2 separate regions of the Hordeum vulgare genome follow, and region 2 is linked to region 1. The links are chromatin contacts, called in public Hi-C maps. All regions are on one chromosome and are shown on one strand. The core of a region is the stretch at or near the end of the contact, and the rest is flanking DNA. Distances in the headings are between cores, read along the strand shown. Region 1 has its middle 22 kb from the start of LOC123427459. Region 2 has its middle 170 kb from the start of LOC123427462.

Evidence for each region. A called contact is a pair of places that touch in the nucleus more often than the background predicts.
Region 2: a Hi-C map of leaf shows a contact between it and region 1, with 6 times the contacts expected there. The contact joins two enhancer-like sites. A contact is called at or near these places in 3 of 6 Hi-C or Micro-C datasets (leaf and seedling).

Annotation. Positions count from the first base shown.
Region 1 is chr2H:585,060,878-585,066,331 of MorexV3_pseudomolecules_assembly, forward strand. No RefSeq gene overlaps it. Among protein-coding and RNA genes, the nearest start is that of LOC123427459, 22 kb to the right of the region's middle. Within about 2 kb of position 2,149, at least 3 of the 3 cell types and tissues checked have open chromatin away from gene starts, as enhancers often do. A contact at or near this core is called in leaf and seedling, where this site is marked.
Region 2 is chr2H:585,351,953-585,357,406 of MorexV3_pseudomolecules_assembly, forward strand. No RefSeq gene overlaps it. Among protein-coding and RNA genes, the nearest start is that of LOC123427462, 170 kb to the right of the region's middle. Within about 2 kb of position 3,254, at least 3 of the 3 cell types and tissues checked have open chromatin away from gene starts, as enhancers often do. A contact at or near this core is called in leaf and seedling, where this site is marked.

The sequences.
Region 1 (5,454 bases), core at 899-3,398:
GTCCGCACCGTTGGATCTTCATGCAACATTTTTTCTTCCGACGCAGCAAAATTCGTCGCGATGCAGCAATTTTTTCAACGATTGCAACAAAAAATAAAATTTGTAGCAAAAAAAAAATCTACATGATCGTAGCAAAAAAACGAATCTGGTGGTGCGTGGTAGCAAAAGTCAAACGCTGGTTGTAACAAATATCTACGTGAACGTATATACAACTTTTTTAGTGAACGGTTGCAGCAAAACATGATGTGGGTTGTAGCAAAAATTAACACGGTTGTAGCAAAAGTAAAAAACATCGATTGTAACAAAAATCCGACGAACTGGAGTTGCAATCAAACGTATATGTAACTTTTTTACTGGGACAAATGTAGTAAAAAACGCTTGCAACAAATATGACGCTGGTTGCAACAAATTTAGACGAAAAATGTTGCATCCACTGACCAACGAAGCGTGCGCGTGCGAAAAATATTGCATAAGCACGCGCGCGCGAGGGGGCGACCGGCGCGTCGGTTCGGCCGACGCGCCGTATGAAAACGGTTCCCTTAAATAAACCTTAGGGAGGCTCCTATTTTCATCAAACATGTAAACTTTAATTTATGTTTCTTGTTATTCAAAAAAAAAAAATCTGCTTCTTCAGTTAACTGTATCCATGTTCCCGCAATTAGACCTTTATCAATAGCATTATCACTGTTCATCGAACACCTTCTTGAGTGTTGTACCGTATTTTGCTTAAAGAAAACAGTGTTACCATATGATTTCCCATGTGTGACTTGCCTTTCAATACGTTCACCTCTGCATCAACAGTGAAACCTGGAGTAGAATTTATAATAACATCTGAATTTCTTTTCTGTTATAAAGTTTTTTGTTTTATATGATTCTGCTCCCGCAGGTTCTGATAAAGTTTTAGTAGTAATAGGAAATGTGCATGCTGTGACTTATTCAAAGTGAGTGAGCTGCTTCCCATCAAAAGGAGATCCTTTACCGAACTAGTAGTACTTTGGATATGTTCCGTTATTCAGCAAGTGCGCTGTGCCACTTTCGCTCTGAACACTGCAAGTGTTAATCTATTGACAGATAACTAGAGAAGCACTTTACCTTTGTCCATCCTGATACAGTTCCTTCACTTGAAACAGATTCTTCAAGGACGGTTGACGCGCGACGGCACATAGCAAAGTACCACGTACTAAACCATAACAGCAGTGTGCATTGACAAGAGCACTGACAAAGATGCATCTATATCGGCTGTAGGGTGTCCTGGCACTCAGCCACTCACCACAACCAACAGAAGCTCCGTCGGAGGGCACCCCCCTCTGGACGGGAACCGGTGCGAGTTCCAATCATTTTGAAACCAAGCAAACTATTGAGGCGCATGATCAACAGTCAACACACCACCTCCTATCATCTCCATGCATGAGCCGAGCTCTCCTTTCCGTTGCTTTTTTATTATCGCCTTCCGAGATTCTGATTCGCCCGCCCTCATGGCTGCTGCGCTGCTCAGTTCTGTCCGAGGACGAAGGAGGTCCTAGATAATATATATGATCGCCCAAACGATGTTGTTTACTAGCTTATCCCGGCTGATTGATATGCTAAACAAACCAATCTCAACTAAGAAAACCTTACCCACGCCCATACATTAGAGGTTTAGGCACCGGGCTGGTGCAGTACACTAGTGGCTATAGTACCCAACACTAGCAGAGTAGCAGCAGCCATACAGAACCTTATCTTTGCGGGTTATCTATCTAACTTTCTGTATTTTTGGTCGTCGGGCTTGACATTCCCCAGCCGGGCGAACGTGCGCCTTGAGCAGTGACGAGGAATCCGGGAGAAGAAAACGATATCTCCCCGCCTCTTCTCCCGCGCTGCGCCCGTCGCCGCTTGACGATCGAGGCGTGGCTCATGCAGTTAACGAGACCCGGATTCGTTCAAACCTTAAATCACAGTGATTTGACAGCCGTAGCAACTCCGCGTGCGTGCGTGCGTGTAGGAACGGAACGGAGAATTAAAGCCGGCATCTGGAAGAAGCAAATCAGGAGGAGAGCGAGAGTAGACGACCGAGACTGAAGAGGAAGAGCAGCAAGATATTACGCGTCTCGGGCCAAAACGGACAGCAACACGAGACGGTACGGTCAGTCGGTCAGACTCAGACATGCATGCATGCATGCATGCCCAGCCTTGCGCGGGGACTGGGTCATGCATGCATGCATGCATGCCGATACCGTACCGGGGAATCACCTGGTCTGCCTCGTGTTACTACTAGCAAGTTTCCTCAGGTTTTTCAATCATTTTCCCCGAAGGTTGGGTCGAAACCGGAAAAGACCGGTGCCGACGCTGAATGTTTCCTCGGAAGCAACCAATTCACCGGTCCAGCTTGGGGCGCACCGAGTACGACCGCCGCCGCGTCGTCGGCGGCCGTCTAATGACCGCCCCCCGCCCGCCCCGACGTACCAACCAACCAACCAGCCAGCCGCTCGCTGTCACGACTTTCCACCGGTGCAACGCGGCCGGAACCAGCGCCACCCCCTTCCACAACCACAACTGGCCAGCAGCGACGCGCGGAGCGCATGGATCCACATCCGCCCATGCCATGCCATGCCACCGGACTGAATTTTTTCCGGGATCGCCCCGTGCTCCCCGCCACCAGACACGGCCATCACGAGCCCCTCGCCCCTCCGCTCCCCTCCCCGGCCGGTGCAGAAAAGGCAAAACCAGCTCACGGGTCACGAGGGCCCGTACGTGCACGTCACGCTCAGCCGCAGCCACCGTCCTAGCAAGGCTATACCTAGACCTTCTTCTTCCGGGTCCCGATATTCACCACACGTATGGACGTTATCTTTTAAGTTATCGCCCGACGTGCGTGCGTGGTTTCTCTTTCACCGGAGCGAGCTGGAGTAGCTAGCTAGCTTGCTTGCCCCTGTTGAAAGCGCGGCCGCCGCAAGATATATGGATAGACACGTACTCCGGCGGGCTTCTTTTTCGCCGGCGGGCATGCCGTGGCGGAATTGACCACACTAGCCCGCTAGTTTACAGTTCGTGTTTTAGGCATCAGTCCATCTTATTTCGCACACGGGGTCGTCGGCCGCTTTTCGCCCCCGCACGAAAATGGCGTGCGTGCGTGCCTCTGCCCGGTCGCGGCGGTGTCGTGTCATAGTCCCCGGATACGTCCCGGAAGCTGAAACCGGTCGCCGGAAGCGACGGATCCTACTGGCCACCGAACCACTCCACTACCACCACCACCAGGAAGCTGTTTGTTTCGTCGACGTCGAGTGTTCTCCCGTTGAAACTACTCCTACTAGCTAGGTCGCCGTGCATGCATGCGATTAGCATTCAGCTGCCGCCGCCGGCCGGCCGTGCGCCGGGCCGATCGAAGGTACATGCATGCATGCTCAGGTCAGGTGCCATCTATCGGCGTCGCTGTACGACTCGGTCGATATTGGGTCCCGTGAGCTTGACAGGAATTGCGCGGCTGGTCGCCGGTCCGGCCGCCGTACTTGCACCGCTGACTCGTTTTTTTTCTACTACTAGCACTGGTAGTATAATAAATTGTATATAATCGATGCCACGCAACGCAACGGAAGTACGTACGAGCGAAACATTTGAAATCGCAGCGGAAGGACGAGGCCTGACGGCACAGGATAGGGGTCGTGCGTACGTGCCGACGCGGCGCATGCCATCATGCAAGTAAAATAATGTACTTCTATACGCTACGTATTAGTTTGCCTTGGATGAAGAAAAATATCGAATCTATCGCAGGTCGTGCAGCTGTTAACAACGTCGAGACGCATACATACAGCTAGATGACGGTGATAACGTACGGGCGAGGCAGGGTTTTTGTATTTGTTTTCCCCCTTGATTGATGTGATCCGGACGTACGAGATGTCGACCTCATCGCGCGCTTGGCTCCATCGCTCAAGATATGCATGGGCGCCGCAACTCGAAGATGACGGTGAACTAGGAGAAGCCAAAACTAATTTCGTCAAGAGAGATAAACACAAGTGTGAAACGCGGTGATTCGTCTGTGCCCTCTAGTGTCTAACGATAATCTTCTCACATGTACTCCCTCTGTTTCGGAAAGTCATCTTTTGCTGAGATGAACAGTAAAATCAGAAAAAAATGATAACGTTTAAAAAGTTTTGAAGAAACTATCGTTTTACTTGTCAGATTTTGCCAATGAAAATTACATTCTCTAAAAATGATAATTGAAAATGAAATTATGTGAGAACATGTAACTTTTGTCAATGTTTTCTCTAAAAAGAAATTACATTCTTTTTTCCATTCTTGTCAGATTTTACTGTTCATGGAGCTAAAAAACTTAACTTCCCTCTATTTCTAGATATAAATATTTTTCAAGATTTTAGTAGAGCTACATATGAATGTATATAGATTTATTTTAGAGTGTAGATTTTAGTAGAGTCTTTTCAAAAACTTATATTTAGAAACAGAGGAAGTACTCCCTCCGGTCCTTTTTACTTCGCATATTAGATTTCGGTCAAATCAAACTTTGCAAAGTTTGGCCAAATTTATATTAAAAAATATTAATATCTACAATATCAAATATATACACTATGAAACTACATTTTATAAAGAATCTAACAATATTGGTTTGACATGATGAATGTTGATAATTTTTTCTATAAGTTTGGTCAAAGTAGAGATGCTTTGACTTCGGACAAAACTTATATGCAAACTAAAAAGGACCGGAGGGAGTATATTATTATCATGAGAGAAGGTCCATAAGCTGCCGCAAGATGTGATAAAGAACAGATGCAATGGTGGAAGGAATAAGTTGAACGGCGACATGGACATGGTTTAGGATTTTTATCAAAAAGGAAGAAGTTTTATGTGTGTGGAGAGGGAGATGGTACATACCGACACATAAATAAAATATCAAACAATGTTTAAATGGTTTCTCTAGTCTCCGATACCCACTTTAACGACGAGGAGGGAGAGAGAAGGGGTTGACTGGTATGTGTTGGATTGTGGTCTAATTTTTTCTTCATGATGTTAGTTTTGTGTAGGCAATGTCGTATCATGCGGAATAAGAGTCACATTGCCCAACCATTGTCCTAAAGGCCATCGTGGCCGGCATGACACACATTAGGGAGACTATAGGTGTTTTCTTCCCATTAATCTTTGGGAATCGCTTCTGGCCGGTGTGGCCGGCGCCACAACCGTTCCGCCGGCCGCACGCGTCCGCTGACTGGGCATGCGTCATATTTGACGTAAGCATTATGTTTTTTTCTACATTTGTCCAGTAAAAAAGTTGCATATACGTTTCGTTGCAACTTCAGTTCTTTGAATTTTTTTATTACAATCGATGTTTTTTACTTTTCCTACAACTGTGTTAATTTTTTGCTATAACTGGCATAATTTTTTGCTGCAACCATTCACTAAAAAAGTTGCATACATGTCACGTAAATATTTGTTACAACCGACGTTTCACTTTTGCTATCACGTACC
Region 2 (5,454 bases), core at 2,004-4,503, 290 kb after region 1:
AGATCTATGATTCTTGCAATGGGAGAAGTGTTTGGTTTTGGGTTCATACCGTGTGGTGACCTTTCCCTGTGACAGAAGGGACAGCAAGGCACGCATCGTGTTGTTGCCATCAAGGGTAACAAGATGGGCTTTTATCATAGATATGAGATTGTCCATCTACATCATGTCATCTTGCTTAAGGCGTTACTCTGTTCTTATGAACTTAATACACTAGATGCATATTGGATAGCGGTCGACGTGTGGAGTAATAGTAGTAGATGCAGAAAGTATCGGTCTACTTGTTTTGGACGTGATGCCTATAGATATAATCGGTTCTATCAATTGCTCGACAGTAATTCGTTCACCCACCGTCTACTTGCTTTCATGAGAGAAGCCACTAGTGAACACTACGGTCCCCGAGTCTATTCACAACTATTGTCTCCACTTTCACTTTTACTTTGTTTTGTTTACGTTTTGCTTTCAGTTCTCACTTTGCAAACCATCTATAAGGGATTGGCAACCCCTTCATAGCGTTGGGTGCAAGCTCTTTGTGTTTGTGCAGGTACTTGTGACTCGACGCGAGCCTCCCACTGGATCGATACCTTGGTTCTCAAACTGAGGGAAATACTTACCGCCGCTGTGCTACATCACCCTTTCCTCTTCAAGGGAACACCAACGCAAGGCTCCAAGGCCGCAGGGAAATCCTTTGCATATTTGCCAAGGAAGTCCCTATAGGCGTAGCCCGTGACAGAAGGATTCCTGGCGCCGTTGTCAAGGAAGGTCTGTTGTTGCAGTAGCAGTGGGCTAGTGGCTCCTGCGATGGTTGCATGGACGGAGACGCATGCACAACCTCTTCGCATGGTGGGGATGGGTCCAGTGGTCGTGGTGGCATGGGCGCCCATGGCTCGGCACTCATCCATTCCGCCATCTTTGTCGCTGTGGACGTCCACGTCCATCTCTGACCCACTAGCCATGGGTTCCATAAGATGATGGTGGGCTCCTCAACGACCTCCTAATGCACCTGCTGAAGCCCATCTCGCGCTCCACGATGGCGACATCGTCGGCCTCGATGATGGCCAACTTGGTTTTTGAGGCTCTCCCACTGGTGTTCGTCATTGGGTGGTTATGGAGTCCTACATGACCCACCTCATGGGTTAGGCATCATCCTCTTCTGTCATGGGAGGTGGTGTTGGCGGGGAGGGGGGATTTGCGTCGGTGTGACGCCACACACAGACGTACGCCCCGTGCGTCTGGGGCGGACTGCGAGCACGCGCACTGCAGGCAAGACGCGGCCGACGCAGGCTCGGAGGACGATCGACAAAAAAATATTGTCGTCGGAGATCATGATCATCGCGAAGCCATGTATCCCATAGCGGCAATTCCACGACGAACCTGCGGTCAAAGAGGAGTTCTGGTGGCAGACGGGCACGATGCCTGTCGATCTCGTCATGGCAGGCGTGGTCGCTCACTGTGATCGCTGGGATGGGCACCCTGTTCGTGGAGAGTTGCGAGTTGTTGGGAAGGTGAGCATCGCTTCACGGCAGTGGCATCGCCATCTCCCAAGAGTTACAGGAGATTCTTGTGTTGATGTACGGCCTGCAGCGTTGCGGCGCCCCCGTTGGCGAGATCGCCAATGTGGGCGTATCGGGTGGCGTGGAGTTAGTGGAGCAGCGGGGACCGAAGGAGGATCCGGCCTCATGGTTGTGCTTTCCCTTGCCGAGCAAATGCCGCCCCCGATGACGGTTGGCAAGAGGAATAGGAAGACCGACGGCTAGGGTTTCACTCGTGTTGGGGCTCGAGGAGGCATGAGGGCTCGAAAGTGAAAGCTATGGACTAACCGGTTCACGGCTTCCGCGTTAAGAACGACGACGACCAGGGCAGATGGGTGGCTAACAAGCGGACCACCCCGCACACACGGATTAATTTTGGACGATGGAATGTAGGTGGCCGCCTGCCATGCGAGCTCGACGCAGAAGAGAAGTTTGGGCGCGTGGCTCCATTGGTTGTCCTCCGGACGCAAACCTCGAGCAAATTTGCTTTAGGAATGGGGCGGGCCGAATGTGAAATAGATACATTATGCAGATGTGGTCATGCGTTCGGCCGTGCCGACTATCCATTTTGGTCAAAACAGACGCACCCAGACAAGACGGGGTCGTGTGCTGGATTTGGCCTAAGGCCAACTCCAATGCACGACCCCAAATCGTCCGGTAGTGTTCGTTTAGGGGTAAGCGGACAGAAAACACAAACCAGCGCGTGCGAGCAAACAGACAATTGTTTGTTTTTCATCCGCTTTCGCCTCATTCCCAGTCCATATTTGGGCCACGTTTGCGCCAAAGTGTACACAGGCGGATGGGCAAGACGCATGCCCATGTCCTCCCTTGGCCCGCCCGCTGGGGACGTGTGCACCCCCTTTTTCTCTCCCCCTCCCCCGCTTGCCGCGCCCCCGAGCAAACCCTCCCACATAGCGTCGCCGGCAATTTTTCTCTATCTCGCTCTCCGGCCCGTCCCCCATCTCCCCTCCTCCTCCTCCTTCTCCTCCTCCTAGTAGCATAGTCACCCGCTTGGTGCTCCCCTCGGCCCGAGCGTTGGCCAACCAGTAGATCTACGACACCGGAACATCTCCAATGGATCTTCGTCAAGTGCAAAAAGGATGGGGTATGTGCTTCTCTAGGTTCAGTTTTCTTCTAGGCTTTGGTGGAATTTCTATAGCTTATTTGCTCAAATTTGTGTGTAAAGGGAATGCATGTTTTGATATCGAAAAGAATAATAAATCGATCTATTAAAATATTTAATTGTAGTACTTGTTTTTTTTATCTTACTCTCGTAGCAAAGAGTTGATGCATGTATGTATCTTTAATGAAATAAAAAAAGTTTCAATGCCAAAAGAAATAAGGGGGTCCTTTGGCCGTGGCGGACCAGATGCACAACGCACGGCCAGCGCATGCACAGAATAGGCCATACGCCACCGATTGTCCTACCCAAACAGATAAAATCTAGACAAAATGAAAATTTATTTGAGTTCGTGGGTTGGATTTGGCCTAGGTACAAAGGCACAAAGTTCCCGTCGGAACAAAACCCTCTGGTGTGTCTTCCCCTATTGTTGCGTCCGTGGGGAGCAAGAGGGTGGTGTCATGCACGGACCTGGCTCAGGGGAGCAGCTGCTGGCAGTTGGGCAACAGATCTCTCTCTCTCTCTCTCTCTCCCTTTCACCCACTCCCTTGGTATGCCCATGCAGTGATGATGCCCGGGGGCGAAGCAGGGATTCTCTGCAGCACCAACCCTAGAGCAGATAGATGGATCCCTGCTCCCGAGCTGGAATCATCTCAAATATGCATCACCACAAAGGGTCCTTGAGCTTATCCAGCTGCTCGACCGATCATCACTGCCCGGGCCGGGACCCTTGGCTGGAGCTGGATTTCGGTCCTCCATCTCACCCACTCGCGCACTGCCTGGACTAGACACGCAACAAGTTGTTGCAAAAACGACAGTCGGTGCAGTGCAGTGCCCGTTTCGATCGCTGTCAGCCTCTCTAGCTCGCTAACGCTAGGCTCCGGCCACTTTATCTAACTGTGGCGTGCAATCCGTAACAGTCCCCGTTCCCCCCCAGGCCGCTAGCTACGCTAGCTAGGGCTAGCCAACCAATTATCGTCTTTACAGTCAGATCGCAATGGAAAATATAATTGTGCCCGTGGCCAGTGGCCTGTACGCTGTACCCATGGATCGACGCCGATGCAGTGCAGTGCAGTGCAGTGCAGACATGTCCCTACCTCGACCAATAACCCAGGGAAGCCTCTCGAGTCGCCCGCAGAGGCAGATCGAGCGGGCTTTGGTTTTTCCTTGACCACCGCTCGCGGAGTGACGTGCCGACGACATGGGCGCGGCGCTGCGCATGTCGGCACGGTCGCCGCGCCGTGGGCGACCGCGAACGCCGTCCCGTCGGAATCCCATGCAGCTACGCTACAACCGAGACGGAGTCGTCGTCGCCGGGGAGACCCCTATTCGAACGCAGGAGACACGCTCGATCGGCGCCGCGCTGTGTGGCATCAGTACGTGGTGACGGTGCAACTTGTTGCGCGAATCGAGCGCCGCGAAAGCAACGTAGTTTGACATATATACGAATGCCGGTGGAGAGGGCGGTGCTTGCTTTTCCCGGGTCAAGGAAAATGGGTGCTCAACCATCGGTCTAGACTTTCAAACCTTGACTCGACAATGAACATGCCACTGCTAGCTAGTAGCTACTCCAGCTTGCAAACTGCACGACTGCCTGTCCGAGAAAACAAGGATTTCTTGTGCTGCCCATGATGATTCGCGAGATGAAAACCCGGGAATCTGAGCGTTGGTCGATCGAGGGTTACGGCTGGCGCTGAAGGCCACAGTGCCCACACGCGCACACGCGCGTCCACTGATACACATACGCCCCGACCCTGCAGTGCAGCACAGCAGCAGGCAGGGCCACTATAGGGCGCGATCGAGCCAGCCCGGCCGGCCGGCCGGCCATGTTGTTGTTGGGGACGGCGACGAGATGCATGGGCGACAGGCTACGTCGCATCATTCACCCTGGCCCTCGTAGCCCTTTACCTGCATAGCACTGTCGCAGGGAGCGCATGCAAATCCCCGCCCTGCATGCTCGCCCGGGGCGGAGCCGCGCGCCGTCCGATCGACCATGCACACCGGGCAGCGGCGCGTCGCGCGAACGACGGGTCGACACGTATGCCCGCCGCTGGCCCCGCCGCACAGGAAGACCAAACGTGAAGCAAGCCCTGCCGCTGCAACAACCAGCACAACGGATGAGATTGGACCACCGGGCCGGTACAGAGGCAGCGGCAGGGCAAATATCCACCACCACTCGTGAACCACAAAGACATAGACAGGGAGGCGCGCGCCGAGGAGCGTCAGATTCCGGTGTCCCGTGCCAGGGCGGGGCAGCGCTCGTCGTCATCATCACGGTAGTGCTGCCTCCAACGACTTCGGCAACGGGCCAGCGTCGTCCATCATTGCCGCCAAAAATGCATTCAAGCCGCATTACCAGTTCGGTCAAAACACGGCGGCTGAGATCCGGCCATGCTTCGCTTCAGTGGGCAACAACTGCTAATCCAGCCATGCCCGTGCATTAATTCTCACGTTTCCATATAGGCTCTCTCCGTGTAAACGCGTTGCAAGCTTTGACAGAAGGCAGATTCTGGGGTAAGATAACAACAGGTGACCAGGAAATCCTACGTCATGAGATGTTTTCGTGAAAAGGAATAGAGAGGAGAGAGTTTGCGTAAGGCTGTGGCTGGACCTCAGTCATTAAGACTTACCAAAGTCCCACTAAAGTGAGAAAATATATACTCCATGTTAGATCTCATGAATATAACATTGACTTAGACTTCGTTAAATCTCGGTCGACTGAAATTTAGCAACCCCGTTTACCGTAATGTGGTGCTTGTTGTATTGAGCCTTGAGAACGAGAATATATATATATATATAATACTT